Linked DNA regions of Mus musculus: region 1 is linked to region 2. Evidence: chromatin contacts called from public promoter capture Hi-C data. All regions are on one chromosome and are shown on one strand. The core of a region is the stretch at or near the end of the contact, and the rest is flanking DNA. Distances in the headings are between cores, read along the strand shown.

The links. Promoter capture Hi-C pulls out the DNA fragments that hold promoters and counts their contacts.
Region 1: a contact with region 2 is called in a promoter capture Hi-C map of pre-B cells. The contact joins the enhancer-like site here to the promoter of Klhl8 in region 2. A contact is called at or near these places in 8 of 39 promoter capture datasets (the 3T3-L1 cell line, 3T3-L1-derived adipocytes, cranial neural crest and 4 more), 1 of 15 datasets of contacts at CTCF or cohesin (embryonic stem cells), 9 of 484 Hi-C or Micro-C datasets (cortical neurons, embryonic stem cells, nephron progenitors and 1 more), 3 of 115 datasets of contacts at active chromatin or transcription factors (astrocytes, embryonic stem cells and forebrain) and 1 of 9 other capture datasets (embryonic stem cells).

What each region holds. Positions count from the first base shown.
Region 1 is chr5:104,348,652-104,355,067 of GRCm38.p6, reverse strand. No RefSeq gene overlaps it. Among named protein-coding and RNA genes, the nearest start is that of Mepe, 27 kb to the right of the region's middle. Within about 2 kb of position 2,982, at least 24 of the 459 cell types and tissues checked have an H3K27ac peak or open chromatin away from gene starts, as enhancers often do. A contact at or near this core is called in cortical neurons and pre-B cells, where this site is marked.
Region 2 is chr5:103,909,777-103,916,242 of GRCm38.p6, reverse strand. It overlaps Klhl8 (kelch-like 8), which reads left to right and starts at 4,984. Exons shown (of 10, transcript NM_178741.4): 1 at 4,984-5,127.

The DNA of each region.
Region 1 (6,416 bases), core at 1,733-4,232, 440 kb before region 2:
CAGATTACCTTGCTCATTTTCTATGATGTGTAAACCTTCACTCCTGCAAGGGTAAAGTCCTTAAAAAAAAAGGCTCTCTTTTAATATCCACATGGCCTTCTAAGGAACACTTTATCAACTCTGAACTATGAGTCTTTCACATAAAGCAAGTGTGAGGATTACAAAATTAAGCTGCTAGCACTTCCCAGCTCAGGAATAAAAAGAATTCTCAAGTTGGGTCAGAAGAAGCACAGATTATCGAGAGGAGATTGAAAAATTTATAAGTGAAGGCAGCCTAGAGGTTTAGGAGGGTAGGTAGCTGTACCAGACACAGACAAGGAAGCTGAAGGCAGAAAGAGGGTGTGATTACTGCTCTTACAACTCAACCTGCAGTTGGCCGATGCTGCTCACCATCAGTCTTAGCTCTTCTCTGCTTATCCCACTCACTCTCAGACCCGGTGTATTTGTTCGATCTCAGACAAAGGACAAATAAGCAATGGGTACAGCCATTCTCACTTGTTCCTCCAATGTGTATCTTGCAAGCTCTGCTAAATAGAGCATATGGATCACAGAGAAGAAAAAAATACTATTTAAATGCAAAAGGCACAAGTGCGCATGTACATAAGTAACTATTGCATACAGAGGCGCGGTCACATTCTAAACTGCCTTAGAAAAGAAAAGACAGAAGTGAAATGAAGGCTGAGGAGCACTGAGGTAGATATGTGTCAGAATACACGCATTAAATAAGGGAGTAAGCGAGCGGCCAACCAACGACTGACCCAAACCAATCAGAATACATGCATTAAATGAGTAAGTGAGAGGCCAATCAATGACTAACCCAAACCAAGACCAGCCCCATGGGCCAGAACCAATCCTTGACACTATTAACAATACTCTGCTATGCTTACCGAGCCTACTATAACTGTCCTCTGAGAGGCTCTACCCAGTAGCCAATGGAAAGAGATGCAGACACCTACAACCAGTTATTAGATGGAGCTTGGGAAATCTTATGGAAGAGATGGCAGAAGGATTGAGGGGCCCGAAAAAGATAGAGACTCCACAGGAAGACTAAGAAAGTCAATTAATATGGACCCTTGAGGGCTCCCAGAGACTGAACCACCAACCAAAGAGCAACCATAGCCTGGACCTAGGCCACTGCATGTATGTAGCAGATGTGTACCTTGGTCTTCATTCAGGTCTCCTAACAACTGGGGCAGGGGATATCCGGGGCTCTGTTGTCTGCCTGTGGATCTCGTTCCCCTAACTGGCCCACCTTGTCTAGACTCCGTGGGAGAGGGTGAACCTAGTCCTGCAGTGGTTTGATGTGGTGTGTGTGTGTGTGTGTGTGTGTGTGTGTGTAGGGGTGATATCCAGAGGGGGCCTCCCTCTTTTCAGAGGAGAAGGGGAGGGGAAATTGGGTGAGGATCTGCATGAGGCGGTACTGCGAGGAGAGGAGGGCTGATATTGGGATATGAAGTGAATAAGTAACTTAATTTTTAAAAACAAATTTAAAAAGAGAACAAATGTCCCATTTTAATTAATAAGGGACACCTTGTCAACCATAAATACATATCTCACTGCCATCAGTTTTCTAAGTTACAGAATAAGAACTTAGCTAAAAGTTTTAAACATCATCGAGTGTTCTTATGCTTGCTAAGTGACCTCTGGGTGTTAGTAAATGAGTGGGGAGGTGGGAGGGGGGTAGCAGGCAGATGAAGGCGTGAAATAACCATCTAGAACAGGCAGGCACTTCCCAGAGGTAGTTTGGAAATACTCCAGTTAAAAATAAATAATGCTTTCTGTAAATTTCTTTCACAACCCCGCTGTAGTTCCAATGTGATCATAACTTTGTCAGCAAATTCTATTTTCAGCATGACTGGAAAACCTTTCACCTCAGCCTCGCTTTGGGAAAAAACCTGAGCTCTACTGTCAGACCTCTTCATTTCTGAGTTTGTCTCTTTGCTTTCCCTTTTTATAAGAAGTTTCATAGAAATTCCAGCTCATTTATCTAAGTGCCTGTTCCTCGGGGTCATTCCAAATTTCCACTGGATTAGATCTCCATGGTCAAACCAAGGTTGCCATGGTATGGACACTGCTGAGGGAGTTACTGTCAGGAGACTTTTATGGATGTTAAATACAAATGGTTGTTGTAAATGGTTTCATGACACCTTGCTTTTCTCTGACTTCTAAGTACTTCTAAGTATCAATGACAGCAAAGGTTGCTTTCCTTTGGGAACTCTCAAGAATGTCATACAAGCTTTTCAGAGAGTATGATCTAAGAATTTTTGGTTGTACTAATGGACTAGAAATAGGGTGATGTTGCTGTGATACTCTGACCACAGGCCAGAGGCAGATTTGAGCAGCATTGCAAAGGCCCTGTACTATGGCCGGGGTGGAGGTGGGGGTTGGGGGGTAAGGGGGGGGGGGAGGGAGATGAGAAAGCATCCAGATTAAAACTTAAAACTAAACCCAACGTTGCCTCTGAAAAAGGGGGCGTTTGCACAGTTCCTCCACCGTGTTTCCCCATTTGATCATTTTGGTGCATAGTTAAGTTCTGCATGACCAACTAGTTGTGTTCCTAGCGCTGTTGTAGCAAGACATAAACACATGAACTGATTTCTAGCCAGGGAGAAATGACCGTTATTTTGAAGTTGCTTCTGGGAATTTGAGAAACTCTGTCAGAGCTAGTATGCCCCTTTAAATCACCACACAGTGCCCAAGCAGCACATGCTAAAAATATAAATTAACCACAGGTTGTCTAATAACCGATATTTTTGTGAGTGTCTGTTGAATAGGACGGGGCAGCCACAGGAAGCAAGGGAAATGAGGTGAGACAGAGGGGTAGGAGTTGGTATTGCTTTTACTCGTTGCTTCTGGAAAGGTTTGTATACAGTGGCCTTTACAGTGTTTGCTGAAACCCACCCACAGAAGGAATATTCTGTTCTGTTTGAATTTGAGGGGGAAACAGGCTGACATTTCCGGGACTTCCTGGTCTGCTTCTCCAGCCCGGAAGAGGCTCTATCCCGCCCCTGAGTCTTGCTCTGCCTCTGACCCACTGTGGACACACTGCTTTGTTGGCTTAAAAAGGACATTCTGTTCAACAGTCTCTTATCCTTTTGTAAAAACGGAAACAAATAACAGAAAAGTAAGTTTCTATTGCAGAGAGGAGGAAGAGCAGTGAGGCTGGTCCTGTGTGTGCCTGTGTGTGCCTGTGTGTGCCTGTGTGTGCCTGTGTGTGTGCAGGGCTGGCTTCCGAAGTCTGAGGGCTCAAAACAGGCCCACACATGAAGTGCTTTAATTTAAAAAGAAATTGGAATATATACATATATATATACACATATATATGCATATGTATATATATATGTAAAAGCTTTATGCTTTATAAATACATATGTATTCCATATATATTCCATGTTTATATATATACATATATTCCATATGTTTTACACACACACACACACACACACACACACACACACACACATATATATATATATATATATATATATAGAGAGAGAGAGAGAGAGAGAGAGAGAGAGAATATCTAAAACTTACGGTCTTATTCACGTTAGCAAAAGTGCTCTTCCAGTGAACTATGCACCAACACATCAACTTGAAGTTCTTATAGTCATTTTGAGCTGTTGATTTGTATAGAGACATGATGGATGCCCTGGGCCATGTGCTCCTGCAGGTGTGATATGCAGAGCACAGGATGGAGTGGTAGATAGTATAGGGCATCCCCCAGTCATTTGAACAGGAAAGCTTGTGTTGCTTGTACTAGGAGGCACTCATTATGCAGTAGGTCCTGTTTCTTTGTGGGTTTCCACGGTTTTCATTCCATGAATAGCAGCATGCCTGTGTTAGTCAGAAGTTGCCAGGAGAATACAACCAGTACAAAATATGTACATATGGAAGAGGAGGCTCCTTATGGGAACTAGTCACTTAATTTATGGGAGCTGAGAAATGCCATGGTACACTGACTGTATGCTGGTGGTGTGATTCAGTTCAGTTCTGAAGACCTACAAACTGGGAGGCTGCAGTGTGAAAGCCTGAGTCTGAAGGCCAGAGAACTCATGTCCTAGAGCATAGCTGGACAATTCAGATAGAAAGTGCCCCCTTCTTTCACATTCCTGGGGAAATAGACTCACACACACACACACACACACACACACACACACACACACACACACATTGACATTCAGTGTATTGGATTACCCTAATGATTTTATTTAGCTTGCTCATTTGAATTCTCTCCTCTTTCAGAAACACCTCCATAGACCTGTGATGGCTGCTCTTGGTTGTAAACTTGACATAACAGGAAAGAAAAACCTCAACTGAGAAACTGGCTCCATTAGATTGGCCTAGAAGCATGTCTTGGGGGCATTTTATTGGTTGTTCATTGATGGAGGAGGGCCTAGGCCACAGCGGCTGGTGCTATCCTTTGGAAGTAGTCCTAGGTTGTATAAGTGAAGCAGCCCAGCAAGCCCAAGGGGGCAAAGCATAGCATCGTTCCTCTATACTCTCTGCTTAGCCCTGTCTCCAGGCTTGTGCCTTGTGTTCCTTCTTCAGATTCTCTGAATAATGGACTGTAAGTTGCTTTTGGTCCAGGTGTTTATCAAGCAGCAGAGTGTACCTAAAACCGATCCATTCATCAGTACTGTTTATAACTTACCTGGGCATCTGTTAGCCCTGACAAGCTGATATTAATCATGACAACATCCTTTGAGAGTTGGCACACATGAAGTGGCATGGTGATGTGGTGTGTGTGTGTGTGTGTGTGTGTGTGTGTGTGTGTGTGTGTGTGAATATAGCAGCAGCTACTCTGTGGGAGTTCATTTATGAAGAAACATGAAATGCTTCTATCAGTAGTAGCTACATTAGCGATTCTAAACTGATCAACTTCCTGAGAGAATAAGGAAGTGATAGCTGAATGGGGTTGCCATGAGTTCTGAAGGCATTTCTAAAACACTTTCAGGGATGTAGTGGTAAACTCCCTAAGATACACATTCAACAAGATTCCACTTGAATACACGTGTAAGCGTTGGTAATAAGCAACTCTAGAGCATCTATTCAAGAATCTCCAGAGGCCATTGATAAAATGCGTGGTCCTCAAGGTAGCACTACTGGGGGTGGTAGACATGAACACATGGGGTCCAGTGCCATGTTTTAGGCTCTCAAAGATTATCAAAAGAAATGAGCTTGCTTCAGCATGGACTGGAGTGTCCAAAAATGTAAGCTAACCTAAACCTTTTCCCTTTACAAGCTGATTGCCCCAGGTGTTTGCCACTATTGGTAGCAAGCATCCATCCTAGCTGGGAATTGAGTCAGAGTGCCCCACAACTTTGCCACCATGATGCTATGAAAGGGTGAGACCAAGTCAGGGTGAATGTGGCACCATGCCTACCTATCTGACACCGACAGCCAGTCTCTTCTTTTAGGAACAGTGAAGTCCCCATTCTCTGTCCTTTCATTATCTCCAACAAGCAGGCTGCATGGTTCAATCTCTGGCAAGAGTGAGAGCAACTTGATGACAGATTTTTCTAACATTTTCCATGGGCCAGAGACAGAAGCCTCCATTAATAGGGACTAGAAGAGTGAGTTCAGGTGGAGACAGACTCTCTGCCCATCCACCCAGACAGGAAAACCCATGTGACTTTCTGGCTGGCTACAGGCCTCCTTAAGCATCGCCTTTGGGGATGTTCTTTTAGGTTTTTGTTTGTTTGTTTGTTTGTTTTTGAGTGATTGGGTTTTTATCAACTTAAAATTTGTTTTAATAAATAAATATATATTTAGACCCGATGTGGCAGCAGAACACTTAGGAGCCTGAGGCAAGAGGGTCACAAACTCAAGGCTTGCCAATATAGTAAAACTTTGTCAAAAAACAAAGCAATGGATACCCCCCCATCCTTTGTTTTAAATTGATGCATAATAAACAATTGTACATATTCATTCACAGGAACCAAGCATGGCTCTTTAATACAATTTCAAAGACTAGTCATGTCACAGTTAGTCATGTCACAGTCAGTCATGTCACAGACCAGTCATATCACAGATCAGTCATGTCACAGTCAGTCATGTCACAGACCAGTCATGTCACAGATCAGTCATGTCACAGTCAGTCATGTCACAGTCAGTCATGTCACAGTCAGTCATGTCACAGCCCAGTCATGTCACAGCCAGTCATGTCACAGTCAGTCATGCCACAGATCAGTCATGTCACAGTCAGTCATGTCACAGTCAGTCATGTCACAGTCAGTCATGTCACAGCCCAGTCATGTCACAGTCAGTCATGTCACAGTCAGTCATGTCACAGTCAGTCATGTCACAGCCCAGTCATGTCACAGCCAGTCATGTCACAGTCAGTCATGCCACAGTTAGTCATGTCACAGTCAGTCATGTCACAGTCAGTCATATCACAGATCAGTCATGTCACAGTC
Region 2 (6,466 bases), core at 3,735-6,234:
TTCATTGTCTAAACGGAAATAACGTAGGACTGAGATTCTGGTTCAAGGATCAATCACCGGAGACTCACAATCCTCCTATCATTTCCCGCCATCCTATGCATGACTTCCATCCATCCTCAAATACCACTATGCTCCAAGAGGGCTGAGATACACACACACACAAACACACACACACACACACACACACTAAAATCCTCCCAGGAAGAAAAAATATAAGACAGATATTTCCTCCCATAAGCTTGCTTAATTCCTTTTAAAGAAATTTTCAACAAAGTCTAATGAAACACCTGGCCTTCTGTCTCGTAGCCATCTGTACTTTGTAGATAATTGTAAGAAGGAATAAGAAGTGAACTTTTACATTCATCACTAAAAAAATGCTGGAGCTCTCTGACTGAGGAAAGAAAGCAAGGAGATGCAGCTAAGAAGATCTTTCTTTTATTTTTATTGTAAATTTTTTTCAGACATAAAGTGTATTATGAAGATGTAAATTTAATGCCCGAGAGTATGTCACATGGAACTATAGCTTAATAAAAAGGAGTGTGTTGGGCTGGTGAGATGGCTCAGTGGGTAAGAGCACCCGGCTGCTCTTCCAAAGGTCTGAAGTTCAAATCCCAGCAACCACATGGTGGCTCAAAACCATCCGTAACGAGATCTGACTCCCTCTTCTGGAGTGTCTGAAGACAGCTACAGTGTACTTACATATAATAAATAAATTTAAAAAAAAAAAAAAAAAGGAGTGTGTTCAAAGCCAGCTGTGGTCGTGTTTGCCTATATAGTCCCAGCACCCAGGAGGCTGAGGTAGGAAGGCTGATGAGAGTTTGAGGCTACACAGGAAAAACCTCAGACCCAGCAAAAGAAACACTTTTCATAATTTGGAAAACACGAACTTGAAACATATTGCTATGAAAACATATTGCCTGTTCCAACCATAAAGATGAAGAAAATGGTAATGGTTGTGGATGCTTTTAATCCTAACACTTGGGAGGCAGAAGCAGGTGGATCTTGGAGTTTAAGCACAGCCTGGTCTACAAAGTGAGTTCTGAAACAGTCAGGGCTACACAGAGAAACCCTGCCTCGGGGAAAAAAAAAAAGTGAATTGGTCTGGAGAGATGGTTCAGCGATTAAGAGCACTGGCTGCTCTTCCAGAGGTTCTGAGTTCAATTTCCAGCAACCACATGGTGACTCACAATCATCTGTAATGGGATCTGGTGCCCTCTTCTGGTATGCAGTTATACATGCAGGGAGACTATGGTATACATGATAAACAAACAAATCTTTAAAAAGTAAGTGTGAATGAAGTTTTGTTTTGAAGCATCTTAGATATGTTTCAAAAATAATTATTGCAAGTGATTTTTCTTTGTGTGCCTGTGTGTTCATGTATGTGCTCGTAACTGCTGAACAAACCTGGGGCTTGGCACAAACTAGGGAAATGCTCTACCACTGAATTCCACCCTGTGTCCAAGGCCCAGCTGTTCACTTTCGTATTGTCATCATTTTGAATGGGACGACAATTGCTCTTACTCTCACATTTTATATATTGCTCCAAAGAGAATTCCAGTTCCCTCCATGTGCAGACTGAGTCAGACGCACCTAGGCAGGGTCAGCAGGGTGTGGAAGCTGGTTAGACGAGGGCATGACAAAGTAGTAAAACTGAAAATAAGAAAAAAAAAAGTGACAAAAACCACCACCACGACAGATTAGTAACAAGTTAAAAATCCTGTCAACACTGGGGATTTCCAAGGAGCACAGCTGAAGTGCCAGTGGCCATCTCAAAGATGCTTCCTGTTTTAGTCTCACCCACTAACCTCTTGGTGAGCATGTCTTCTAACAGTGCCACCTCGTCCAGAGGTGTGCCCTTCACCGTTCACTCGGACCTTTATCACATTGTCTCTTACACAAGTATCTGGAGCCGCAGTGAGAACTAGCTACTGTCATTTACGAAGCAGAGCTGGAGAGCTGGGACAAGGTTTATTTAATAAAGTTACTTACTACCTGGCCCTTGACTGGACATGTATGCAAAACAATTAATTACTCAAAGCTGATGTGTATGCAGGCATCATTTATTAAGAACATAGTATGTATCAAGTACTATGTTTCTCTTTTCTGTCTAAGAAACTTGCAGATAAGTAAAAATTAATTAAAATGCTTGAGGATTCGTGTTACTGTAAGGATAAAAAGAGGGTCTCACTGTGGGGGGGGGGGGAGGCGACAAGGAGTGGGTGAGCCTTCCTGATTAAAAAGTCTAAGTAATAGCGGATGGTGGTTAGGATTCCACAGGCAACATGTCAAAAGAAGCAGAAATGATAAAGTCCAATCAGAAATGAAGGAACTTCAAACATTTCAGAGATGAGTGAAGATGAGCAGAGGGTTGTTCATTTATTTTGAGATTTGTGTATATCTTATTTTATGTATATGAGTGTTTTATCTGCATATACCTCTGTGCACCACATAAATACAGAGGCCCAGTAGAGGGTCTTGGATCCTTGAGAACTGGAGTTACTGCTTGTTGTTAGCCACCACTGAAAGGATGGGCAATGGCCCAGGACACCCCAAGACCGAGTTCTCAGCCAACACCAAGATTTACTTACCCCAGAGGGATGGAGGGCAGGAGATAAGAGACAACAACAGGAGAGGGAGGGTGAGGGAGAAGAGTACAGGGGAGAAGGGGAAGGGAACGAGGGGGGGAGGGAGAATGTTTGTCCTAAAGCAGGGACAAAAGACTGTCTCTGCATAGAGTGGGGACAGATGTGACCTATAGGAAAATGGTGTTTTGTAAGGGTAAGAGAGAGAAGCCCCGTGTTATGATGAGTTGGTTTGTTTTGATTGGGCAGGTGAGCCAAAAGGGACTTTTGGTTGCTGGACATCATCATTTCAATAGTTGGACTTTGGTCGTCAGCCTCAAGAGGGGAAGTGGTCAAATAAGGCGACAGACCTCGATGGCTGGTGTCAGGAATGCAATCTACTGGTTTTAGCAAGGCAGAAGAAATGGGAGACAGGGGCAAAGCCTGCCAGAGCCCTGCTCACCTTGCCAGGGCTGGCCAAAGTCAACCAGTAGGGTGCTGGGGACAGAACCTGGGTCCTCTGGAAGAGCATCCAGTGCTCTGAAACACTGATCCATCTCTCTAGTCTGATTTAAAGATAACTTTGTCAGATTGATTACATGGGTACCGGACAGAAAACTATCATTAATTTATTAGCATAAAATGAGCCACGGAGCCAAGGCCAGGAAAGGAAGACACCAATGTGTCTTGGAGGTAGAGCACAGGAGGTAATTGCTTTTTGTTTCCGTTTTTTTCTGTTTTGGTTTTTTTAGACAGGCTTTCATTGCTGTAGCCCAGGTTAGCCCGAGGTTATCATTATGTAGCCCAGGCTGGTCTGGAACGCTTGCTCTGCCTCCTGAATGCTGGGATTCCACAACTCCTGGTTCAGAGAAGTTTAAACAAGTAAGACTGGCATAGAGGAAGGGGATGGTCAGAGTCCATGAGTGGGCAGACAGGGATACAAGCCAGTGAGGTGCTGCAGCAGGGAGGTGATTGTCTTGATGGTTCATTTTCACGCTGAGACGTTCCGCAACTCTGTCCAGACTTTCCTGCTGCTGCCTGCAAGCTTCATCTCCTTTACAGATGAAGATGAAATTGTCTTCTTGATTAAGTTTTCCGAATCCATTTGCAGACAGCATCTGAAATGTTGGTGGAGGTTTAAAGCCTTTTAATCCAGGATTAGAGGGGGAGACTTAAAATATAAAATGCAAATGCCGACTGGGATTTAACATTACCGTTTATTCCCACCCAGTGCAATCAGATAATTACTCAGGAGGTGTCATCACATCCTTTCTGGTTTTAATTCATAGAGATCAGGGTAGGGGAGTCTAATATCCTCTGTTTATGAACCAGCTTGTGTATTCTCAAATGAAGCTAAGAAAAATCTCTAGATTTAGAAAACCACATGCTTCGTTTCTTTTTAGTTTATCTTCACTTTATAGATATGTAAAATAATTAGGTGAAATTGTTGTTATGGATGTATCCCTCTAAGGACAGGTCCTTGTCCTGGCTGCCCCGCTCCCTCGTTTTTTCCCCATTTGCTATGAATATTTAACTTTAAGATTTATTATTATTATTATTATTATTATTATTATTATTATTATTATTATTTTTGCCTGAACCCGCTATGCCAACAGAAATTCCTCTCTAGGTCCAGAGTTGTAGCAATTTATTCTCACTGTACCGAAATACGTGACCAAAACCACTTGAGGAAGAAGGATGGATTTGAGCTCTCTGTTTCAGGGGACTTCGGATCCTCATTTTCGAGGAGCCCTGCAGAAGTGGCCCTAAGGCAACGGTTCCCACCCGTGGGTGATGTTTGAGCAGGTTCTGGGACCTTTGGGGTCTAGCTGGCACAAGCAAACCAGTGCAAGTGAGCAGGTGATGACACCTGTCTCCTTCAGGCCCAGCTGGAGTCTCTGTGGTTTGCCTAGGCTGGATCCAATTTGTATCTTTATATCTCAGCCACAGGAACAGCTGACCTTATCTTCCTGCACCAAGCCACCTGGTCTATGGCTACATTTCGAATATGCTTTGAAGATTCTGGAAGCTTCAGAATGCCCTGGAAAAAAAGAGTTCAGGGAACTATCCTAATATATGCCCTTGCTCTTTTTCCCTACATTTCCAGCAACTTTACTGAGAGTTTGCCTTATCTCACCAGTTTATACTAGCAATTGTGTTTAACACTCGGTATTTAGTTCAATTACTTCCTTGCTTTGCAGACACAAGCTGTTTTGTATACATTTTGCAGAGCATGAGATAAAACTGATAGGAATAGCTATAAAATCTGGGATATTCCCCACGCAGGGGATGAATACTGGGAGGGATGGAAGGGAAACGCAGGCGCGCTCTTCAAAGAGGCAACAGAGAACTACATTTCCCAGAGTGCGGCGCGCAGCACGCTCGTGCCTCACCACCCCGCCCCGCCCCGCCCCGCCCCCGCGGCTCTCAAGAGCGCTCGGCCGAGCCGGGCACGAGCGAGCGGTCGGGCCGGTGAGCGCGTCCCCGGGGTGTCCAAGCGGGGCTGGCGCGGCGCCGGCGCGGAGCGGGTGTGGCGGCTCGGCCTGCGCGGCGGCCGCGGACAGAGGTAACCGCTGCGTTATCCCGCGCGCGGGTCTCAGCCTGGAGCGGTCACCCGCGCTCGCGTCGGTGAGGAGCTGCCGGGCGGCGCCGGCGCCTTCCCTCGGGGAACCGAAGGGATCCGGGCGGGCCTCGCGGGCCGCGCTGTCCTGAGCGGCGGCGCAGGTGCTCGGGGTCCGGGTTGGGCGACTTCAGGGGTGTCCCCCTCCCGGGGTTCGCGGGGCTCCTGCAAAATCCGTACCCGGCCGGGTGGCGCTGCTCCAGGCTGAGCTCGTGGCTTGCTCCAGGGAGGGTCCCCGATTTGTGGACACAGTTTGGGGTTCCCAACCGTCTCCCGGGCTTGCACGGCCCTGATGTTACGGTTTGGGGAGCTTGTTACCTTCCTTTTCCTGCAGGCAGTATTTATTATCATGCATTTCGTGGAAATCCTCGCAGTTTTGAATATTCTTGCCAACCTGCTTTAATTGCCTACCTTTATATTTTGCTTCTTACCTTAAGGTATTAGCGTAGGCAGATACTTTGGGCAATAGGTCTTACTTAGAACCTGGGTTGCCACAGTAATTAACCTGCCAGGTACACGTGGGTTTTTTTTCTTTTTTTCTTTTTTCTATTTAATGCTGTTCTCTCTCTCTCCCCGCCCCCCCCCCCCTCGTTAATTGTTTTCAGTCTTGTTTCCCCATCTTCCGTGAGCCCTGGCCGTGCTAAGGGGCGGGTGGGGTACGTTTAGTTGAGCAGAGACCCTCTGCTAGTGCTACCAGAGCTTGTGAACTGCGTGCAGGTAGCTTTATCATTAGCCTTTGCTTCTCTGCCTGCTTTCTCCTGGCACCTATTTTTTGGTTTGTCAGTCAAACCAACTGACCTACTTAAAACTTTAGTCATGTTGCCTTGAAAATACCAAATAGTTGGAACACAAGTATAAAAAGAAGTCACAAGATGCTGTATTCAGCTGTATGCGCTTGGATTTATATTCATTCTTATATTTTTCTACCCCTCCTCTCCTATTCTACCCCTCCCCCTCCACTCTACCTCCCACCCCCCAACCTTGAGCATGCCGGGAGAACACACTACTTACCACTGAGTACATCTCCAGTCTGAATTTTTACGTTTAAAACTATTCTTTTAGCATTTGATAACTGTTAGTGCTATTAATTTGTAACGTTACACATTCCTTAATAAATTCCAAATCCTAATTTGAAGTCACAGCGAAAGCTAACCAGAGTGTATAATTTCCCCATTCCTACAGAAACCCAACCTCCCTGTTGTAAAGTCCCTCGTGGTATCAGAACCTACACTGATGTTTCATGATCTCTCAAAATTCTGTCCTTTATGTTAGGGTTCAAATAGAG